Linked DNA regions of Sus scrofa: region 1 is linked to region 2. The links are chromatin contacts, called in public HiChIP or PLAC-seq maps. All regions are on one chromosome and are shown on one strand. Each heading gives the region's core, a stretch centred on a gene start, on an enhancer-like site or on the middle of the called end of the contact. The rest is flanking DNA. Distances are from core to core; before and after follow the strand shown. Region 1 overlaps KIAA2012. Region 2 overlaps CDK15 (cyclin-dependent kinase 15).

Evidence for each region. HiChIP or PLAC-seq counts read pairs in DNA pulled down with a chosen protein or histone mark.
Region 1: an H3K27ac HiChIP or PLAC-seq map of skeletal muscle shows a contact between it and region 2. The contact joins two enhancer-like sites. A contact is called at or near these places in 2 of 47 Hi-C or Micro-C datasets (embryonic fibroblasts and fetal liver) and 1 of 2 datasets of contacts at active chromatin or transcription factors (skeletal muscle).

The regions. Positions count from the first base shown.
Region 1 is chr15:105,789,457-105,793,378 of Sscrofa11.1, reverse strand. It overlaps KIAA2012, which reads right to left. Exons shown (of 23, transcript XM_005672082.3): 17 at 1,285-1,450. Among named protein-coding and RNA genes, the nearest start is that of SUMO1, 59 kb to the left of the region's middle. Within about 2 kb of position 2,533, at least 8 of the 83 cell types and tissues checked have an H3K27ac peak or open chromatin away from gene starts, as enhancers often do. A contact at or near this core is called in skeletal muscle, where this site is marked.
Region 2 is chr15:105,491,847-105,495,782 of Sscrofa11.1, reverse strand. All of the region lies in intron 12 of CDK15 (cyclin-dependent kinase 15), which reads right to left. Among named protein-coding and RNA genes, the nearest start is that of CDK15, 93 kb to the right of the region's middle. Within about 2 kb of position 1,647, at least 4 of the 83 cell types and tissues checked have an H3K27ac peak or open chromatin away from gene starts, as enhancers often do. A contact at or near this core is called in skeletal muscle, where this site is marked.

The sequences.
Region 1 (3,922 bases), core at 1,284-3,783, 300 kb before region 2:
AGCCTCCATAAAAGCCCTAAGCAAAGGAGTTCAAGTTGCTTCTGGGTTGGTGAACTCATCCGTGTGGGAGGAGGGAGGCACACCCCAAACTCCATGGGGGCAGAAACTTAGGACACTTCCGGGCCTTGCCCCAGGTATCTCTTCATTTCGCTTTTCATTTGTTTCCTTTAAAATATCCTTTGTAGGAGTTCCCGTTGTGGCTCAGTGGTTAACGAATCTGACTAGGAACCATGAGGGTGCGGGTTCGATCTCTGGCCTTGCTCAGTGGGTTAAGGATCTGGCGTTGCCATGAGCTGTGGTGTAAGTTGCAGATGCGGCTTGGATCCTTTGTTGATGTGGCTGTGGCGTGGGCTGGTGGCAACAACTCCAATTGGACCCCTAGCCTGGGAACCTTCATATGCCATAGGTGTGGCCCTAGAAAATACCAAAAAATAAAAAAATTCCTTTGTAGGAGTTCCTGCCATGGCTCAGCAGTTAACAAACCCAACTAGTATCCTTGAGGACATGGGTTTGATCTCTGGCCTCACTCAGGATCCTTCACTGCAGTGGCTGGGGTGTAGGCAGGCAGCTGCAGCTCCAATTTGACCCCTAGCCTGGGAATATCCATATGCCTTGATTGAGGCCCTAAAAAAAAAAAAAAAAAAAAAAAAAAAAAAAGACAAAAAATAAAATAAAATATCCTTGTAACAAATCTGTAGTAGTAAGTAAATGTTTCCTAAATTTTGTGAGCTGTCCTAGCAAATTATTGAACCTGGGGATGGGTGGTAGGAACCCGTTATTTACAGCTTGTTGGTCAGAAGTACAGGTGATTACCTGGGACTTGAGGCTGGTGTCCGGTGTGGAGCAGGGGTGTGGGACTGAGCCCTTAACCTGTGGGGTCTGTGCTAACTCCATGCAGTTCATGTCACACCTGAACTGTAGGATACTCTGCCGATGTCCAGAGAGCTGGAGAGTTGGTTGATGTTGAGAAAACTTTCACACATTTGGGGTCAGAAGTCATATGAGTGTAGGAAAGCTGGGTTTCCTTTTAGTACCTTTGTGCCTTTAGTACCTTATAGTACTTTTGAAATTAGAAATGGGTACCCCAATCCTTCAGAAGGAGCCAACCCAATGGTGGTGTGCGGGGCATGGTGAATGGACCACAGAGCGAATTTCAGCTCCCACATCCCCCCTTTGCAGGTGCCCTTGTATAGTGAGCAATCTATACAACTGTACACGGTAACCCTGATGGAAGCACCTTCCAGGTAGGCTCCTAGGACCAAGCTTCTAGGTGTTTATACTCACATGGGTGATGTTGGCTGGTGTCTGCTGGTTGAACAGTCTTGGTTCAGTCTTCTCTTCTTTTCCTTTTGTCAGAAGAGATGTGTGTACAGGACCCAACCTCTCTGGGGACTTAGACTCCTGTCCTGAGAGTTCTCGGTGCAGACAGTGCACATTATCATCTCTGCCCCTTCGAAGAAAGAAAACCAACAGGACCAAACTAAAGAAAAACTCTGGGAGTTCCTGCTGTGACTCAGTGGATTAAAAACATGACTAGTATCCATGAGGATGCAGGTTTGATCCCTGGCCTCTCTCAGTGGGTAGGTTGCACATGCAGCTCGGATCTGGTGTTGCTGTGGCTGTGGTGTAGGCCGGTAACTACAGCTCCGATTCAACCCCTAGCCTGGGAACCTCCATATGCCACAAGTGTGGCCCTAAAAAGAAAAAAAAAAAAAAGAAAAAAGAAAAACTCTGGAGTACACACCACTATATATTAACTCGATAAACAGCAAGGATTTACTATATTGCACAGGGGACTACATTTAATATCTCATTACAACCTACAATGGAAAAAACCAGGAAAAAAAGATGTATAACGGAACCATTTTGTTGTACACCTGAGACTGCTGCCATATTGTAAATCAACTATACTTCAATTAAAAAGAAAAAACAAAAAGCTCCGGTGGACCAGGAAGAGGGCAGATGAACCAACATTAACTGAGCACCTGTTTTTTCCGAGGCGCCGCACTGTGGGCATTTCCAACGCTTAGTCCGCCCTCTTTCTGTCACCACTTCCCAGAATAAAGGAGATTAGACGGTTTAGTCTTCATTTGGGGGGGTTCTCTTAGGCTAAGTTCTAAACTTGAGGGAGAAGGAGAACTAGCTTGCCTCTTTGAAGTTGCGTACTTATGCTGCTAATCAAGTGACATAGGATTATCTAACTGAAATTTCTTCTATCAAAGGCTTAGATGAAAAAAAAAAAAGACCTTTAAGAAAGATTGCCTTAGGGACATTCACCTATATATTCATTTCTTTATGCCTCTGAATTCTGTTCTGGATCAAATTTAGCTACCAAAAGGTCATGTGCTGTGGAAGTGTGACCCACTGTAGAACTGCTGTCACTAGCATGTGCCTTGAGGCTGACTTATGTTCTCTGGGTAAAAAGGTCACCAAGAGAGAACTGCATGGGTTTTGGGAACAGCTGCAGCAGCGGCTACTGTGTGCCAGGCCTGGGCCTGGATATTTTATGTTTTAGCTAAATCAGCATTATATTTACTGTGCTGTGCTATGGCAGGCCTTACTATAGAAACTTGAGAAATATTTGTCGAATGAGGTAAACGGAACTTCCTGTAAATATATGAGTCTTTAAATCACTCCATGTCACTCTATAAAAACCCACAGAAGTATTCTTTAGAATTCAGTGCTGGGAAAACCTTTATTTCCCCTGAGGAACAGGCATGCTGCAAATGAGAACCACAAACCTGATCGTGTTGCTCCTTTTTTTCTTTTTCTTTTCTTTTTTTCATATTCAGTTGGAAAGTTTGAACTTTAATCGCCATGACTATAATGATATTTTGGGGAGGGTTAGGTGTTCTTTGTTCTTTTCTTCCAGGTTTTTTAAAAAAATTCTTTTTGATACTCTATTTTTTTGGCTTGGGGGTTGTGGTTGTAAGTAGTTTAAATCCATTTGGGAAAAGATGAGATATAAAAGTTAAAAGTGGAATTCTTTGGATAGCTGCCTTACCACCCAAGTGTCCTTCTCCTTTTGTTCTTAGGGGGCACCTAGTCTTTCTTTTCTTTTCTTTTTTTTGTCTTTTTGTCTTTTTTTAGGGCTGAAACCATAGCACATGGAGGTTCCCAGGCTAGGGGTCTAATTGGAGCTGTAGCTGCCAGCCTATGCCACAGCCAAAGCAACGTGGGATCCGAGCCCCATCTGCGACCACAACTTATGGCAACACCAGATCCTTAACCCACTAAGCGAGACCAGGGTTCGAACTTGAGTCCTCATGGATGCTAGTCGGGTTCGTTAACCACTGAGCCATGATGGGAACTCCACACCTAGCCTTTCTGACCCAGGAAGGAATCTTTATACCAGGAGGCAGGTAAGGGCAGGTTCTCAAGTCACTGAGGCTCATGGAATGTCACAAGAGCCTATTGTTCCAGCTTCCACTGCCAAATGGGGCTTCGTCAAATGACGGGGCCCAACTGGCCAAGCTCCTCAGTTAGCACAACGTGAGCACATAGGAAGCACTTAAACATGTTAGCAATTGGCATTTTTATTTTCCCAGAGCTGAGTGAATGCTAAGAGGCGAAACCAAGCTTGAGTTTTCGGACTTCAATTTTCCTTCTTTTTTTTTTCAGGGCCACTCCCATGGCATATGGAAGTTCCCAGGCTAGGGGTGGAATATGAGCTACAGCTACAGGCCTACTCCACAGCCACAGCAACGCAGGATCCGAGCTGCATCTGTGTCCTACACCACAGCTCACGGCAATGCCAGATCCTTAACCCACTGATCAAGGCCAGGGATTGAACCCGCATCCTCATGGTTCCTAGTCAGGTTCATTAGCCACTGAGCCACAAAGGGAACGCCTCTTTTTTTTTTTTTTTTTCGGCTTTGCCCATGCCATGCAAAAGTTCCCAAGCCATGGACTGAACCCACGC
Region 2 (3,936 bases), core at 398-2,897:
GCCTAGGATGAAATATGAGTCAGGGGGTTCCCATCATGGCTCAGTGGGTTAAGACCCCAACCAGTATCCATGAGGATTCAGGTTCGATCCCTGGTCTTGCTCAGTGGGTTAAGGATTCAGCCTTGCCGTGAGCTGTGGTGTAGGTCGCAGACACGGCTCTGCGTTGCTATGGCTGTGGTGTTAAGCCAGAAGCTGCAGCTCCGATTCGACTCCTAGCTTGGGAATTTCCATATGCCACGGGAATAGCCATAGGAAAAAACAAAAAAAAAAAAAAAAGAAAGAAAGAAACCTGAGTGAGGATTGTCCTATTATTATTAAAAAGACACCTTCAGATGATAATGGCATTAAGAAGAGGACGGCCTTCCTCTCACTGGAGATCTTGCCTCCTTAACCATCCAGACCCCATCATCTTTCAAGACTCACTCACAAAGCCAAACTGGACCCCCACAGCTGGAGTTGAATCTCACCTCCTTTGACCTCCCAGAGCACTTCACACTAGGTCTGCAGCTGTTTATATACTTGACTCACTGCCTTAAGGACTGTAAGCTCTTTGAGGACAGAGTCCATGCCTAATTCATTTTTGTACCCCTCAATCTCATATCTGAGAGACCCTCAATAAATCTTCCATGAATGAACTGAACTCAATTCTCCCACTACATTAGAAACCTGAGTCTAGGATGGGCCCGTAGTCTCAGCGATAAGCCAAAGAACTGGAATAGGTTCAGAGTAGAATAAGGAAACAAAATAATTAAAAGGTAAAAGAAAAAGAATCGATATTGGGTGTGTGGGTGGTTGGGGGGGAGGTCAAAGGAACTTAGAGAAGAAAGCTTTGGAAAGTGATATCAAGAGATCTTCAAGTGTATTAAAGAGATAATATCGAAAAGAAGGCCTGAAGTTCTTTTATGGGAGCAAAAAAACTGCTCAGATTTTAATGGGGCCCTGTGAATAAAATCTGCTGAGACTACCAGAGTACAGATACTAGGGTTGTGTGATAAAGGGTAGTGATAAATGCCATGTCTTCTTCCATCCCTACAGGGACCGAAGTCTATGATGACAGGAAGGACTCTGGTAAATTGCTTTTGCAAAATTACTTGTGAAACAATTGCAAGCTTTTAAGTTTCAGGAATTTTTTTTTTTTTAAGATGCTGAAACTTAACTTAAAGGAGAAGGGGGATTTAGTCCAGGAAGGAATGGGAGAGACTCAAGCCTGGGATTTGCAAAGCAAAATGGGACCAACGCACAGAGAGAGACAGCCTTTGATGTCGTTTCCATCAAGGACCAGGGCTTAAGGACCAGACTCTTAAATCACGTGGCATTTACTGCCCAAGATAAAAAAACTACTTTTGTGGATCAGTGTCTGTGGTTCAAAATGGCTAGGTTCCAAAATCAGTTTTCACTTTCCAAGGGTAACATGTGGAAGGCTCCCTGCAAGAATGGGGTGGGGCCAGCCTCTAGAAGGGGCAGCTTAATGATCTTCTGCTCCCCCCACTCCTGAGTCATTAAGCAGCGTTCCTTTCCCTGAGCCCAAGTTCATGCTGAGGGCAAAGGGAATTAAACGAAGAAGCTGAACCTGCAGCTAAGATTAGAGAGCTGCCAAGGGCCTAATTTTAGGTCCTAGCTGCCCCAGCTGACGTCCGGCTCTGCTGGCTCAGCCATGAGGACCACAAGTGTGGCCGTAAGCTGATGACTGAGTGGGTAGAGCGTCTCTCCGGCCATCTGCAAAAGCAATTAGCTTGCTGCTGGGGGTGTTTTCAGAGAGACTACCCATAATTTCTCCTTCAACAAATGTTTCTTCAGGTGTTCAAGAGTCAATAAGGGAAAATGTCAGCGCTTGGCAGAAATTCCCACATGCTTGCCATTCTAGCATGCATGCTTCTCCACTTAAGAATGCACTCGGAGGGAACTAAGCCTAAAATTCCTGGATTTTCATGGCAAGTGATCCCCTGGGTTCCTCTGGCCATCAGCTTCCGACCACAACCTAGGGACCTCTCGACTTCGTGAAAACGGACACGGATGGATGAGAGTGACCCCTGCATTTTGGGGGACTCTGCGCCACGCTTCCACTGGCATTTAGGCTGTCCTTCCCCTCTTCACACGGTTCCTAGCCTCAAGTTTCATGCTTAAATTGTCTTCGTCAGAGGGCAGACAATAAGAGCTGGCATCTCCCAGATCAAAGGGGAAACAGAATATATTTTAAAGTGACAACTTTGTTATCCTGAAACCAGAATAAAACCAGAATAATAAAAATGATACAAATATAACTCCCTAAGTGATTCCAGGCTGCCGCCAGAGAGGAAAATTTCTTGCATCATTATGCCAGGGAAACTCTCTTTACAAACCACTCACAAGAGCATGTCTTATTTTTGCACAATTCTTGTTTCTGGGCAGCCACCCCGAGTCTGTGTCCCTGCGGGTTGGGAAGTGTGATAACGGCTGGCGCTCCCAGTCTGCAAAGGAGGCTCTCAATAAAGGCTCATGGCCACAGATGATGGAAAAACAGCTGGCACTGCCAGGCTAAGGGAGTGCATCCTTAAAATCCATGGTCTTGATGAGGGCCACTGTTCTCAAGGCGCACAAACTGGCCCTGGTGGCTGCTCTGTCTTCCTCTGTTTTTCCTTTCAATTTTCCTGGTAGCTTTGTTTTCCCTGTCTTCTTGTCCATGTCCTATCTGTCGATCTGTCTCTCAACCCACTTCTGCCATTTCTGCCCCCGCCCCTCACACACACACACACACACACACACACACACACACACACACACACACACATACACACACACTCGATCTGCCCCCCTTCCCCTGTCTCTTGGCGCTGGCCCTTTCATCTTCTCCCTCGGGGATTCGAGATGTCGCTGCAGGAAGTGCTTGTCGGCCGAGGCAGCAGCAGCAGAGCCCTGTGGCTTTGACAAACCTCATTTAATTGGGAGGAAGCCAGGAGAATTTGAAAGAACTGAAACATCCACGAAACTCCTTTTATCAGGCATAATTTAAACTCTGCATGGAAAAACCCCTATATGTATAAAGAAAAGTCAACTTCCCTCCTGCTGTGAGCACTCCTCGTCTCCCCCCCAGCACAGGCAGGCTCCTGCAAGATTCCATCTTTTCATTTTTCTAAAAGTGTCAAAGTAGATTTGGGCTCTGTGGCTGGGTGAACAGAGAAGGAATACAGATCGGTTTGGTCCCTCTCATAGACCCACATGTGCAAGTGCTCTCTCTCTCTCTCTCTCTCTCTCTCTCACACACACACACACACACACACACACACACAGAGTCCCTCTGATGGTGGCTTTGCTTTAGGTGACCAGCAAGAGGCAAAACCCAAGTTTCTAACTACACATCAGTTTGCACCGGGATTGTTTTCTCCTAATTACTCTCCTTCAAGGAAAAGCCGTGCCCAGAAAACTCTGAAGATTCCCAGTGGTTCTCTACGTAGAATAATAGAAGAGGAGCCCCTGGGAGAACTTTCTTTAAATGCAGAGAGGGTGTGAGTGTGTGTGTGTGTGTGTGTGTGTGTGTGTGTGTGTATCTGTCCTCCCCCAGTGTGTATACTTGGGTGGAGTGGTACTTAGAAGTCCCAAGCCTGAGAGAAGAAAGCTATGAAGGGGGGGATGTAGGAGCTCAGACTGGGAAGGTGATAGCGGATGGGAGTTGGGGAGGGGTGGGGATGAAGCTGGGAGTGAGTACCAGAAAGGGACTAAGAACTGTAGGTCGCCTGGAATGTCTTTTACTCTACCCACATGCCAAGCCATTCTACCCACATGTCCCTCCCTTGCTTCCAAATTCCACTCCAGAGTCACCTCCAGTCTAATCCATCTTACTTGAGTTATTCTGGTTCCTCCAAAGAATTGCCTTTAGCACACACATATTCTCTGAACATCTGCAGCTGATTACACACAGACTTTTAGCTGTTTAGATATGATTTGTGCTAATATGTGTAC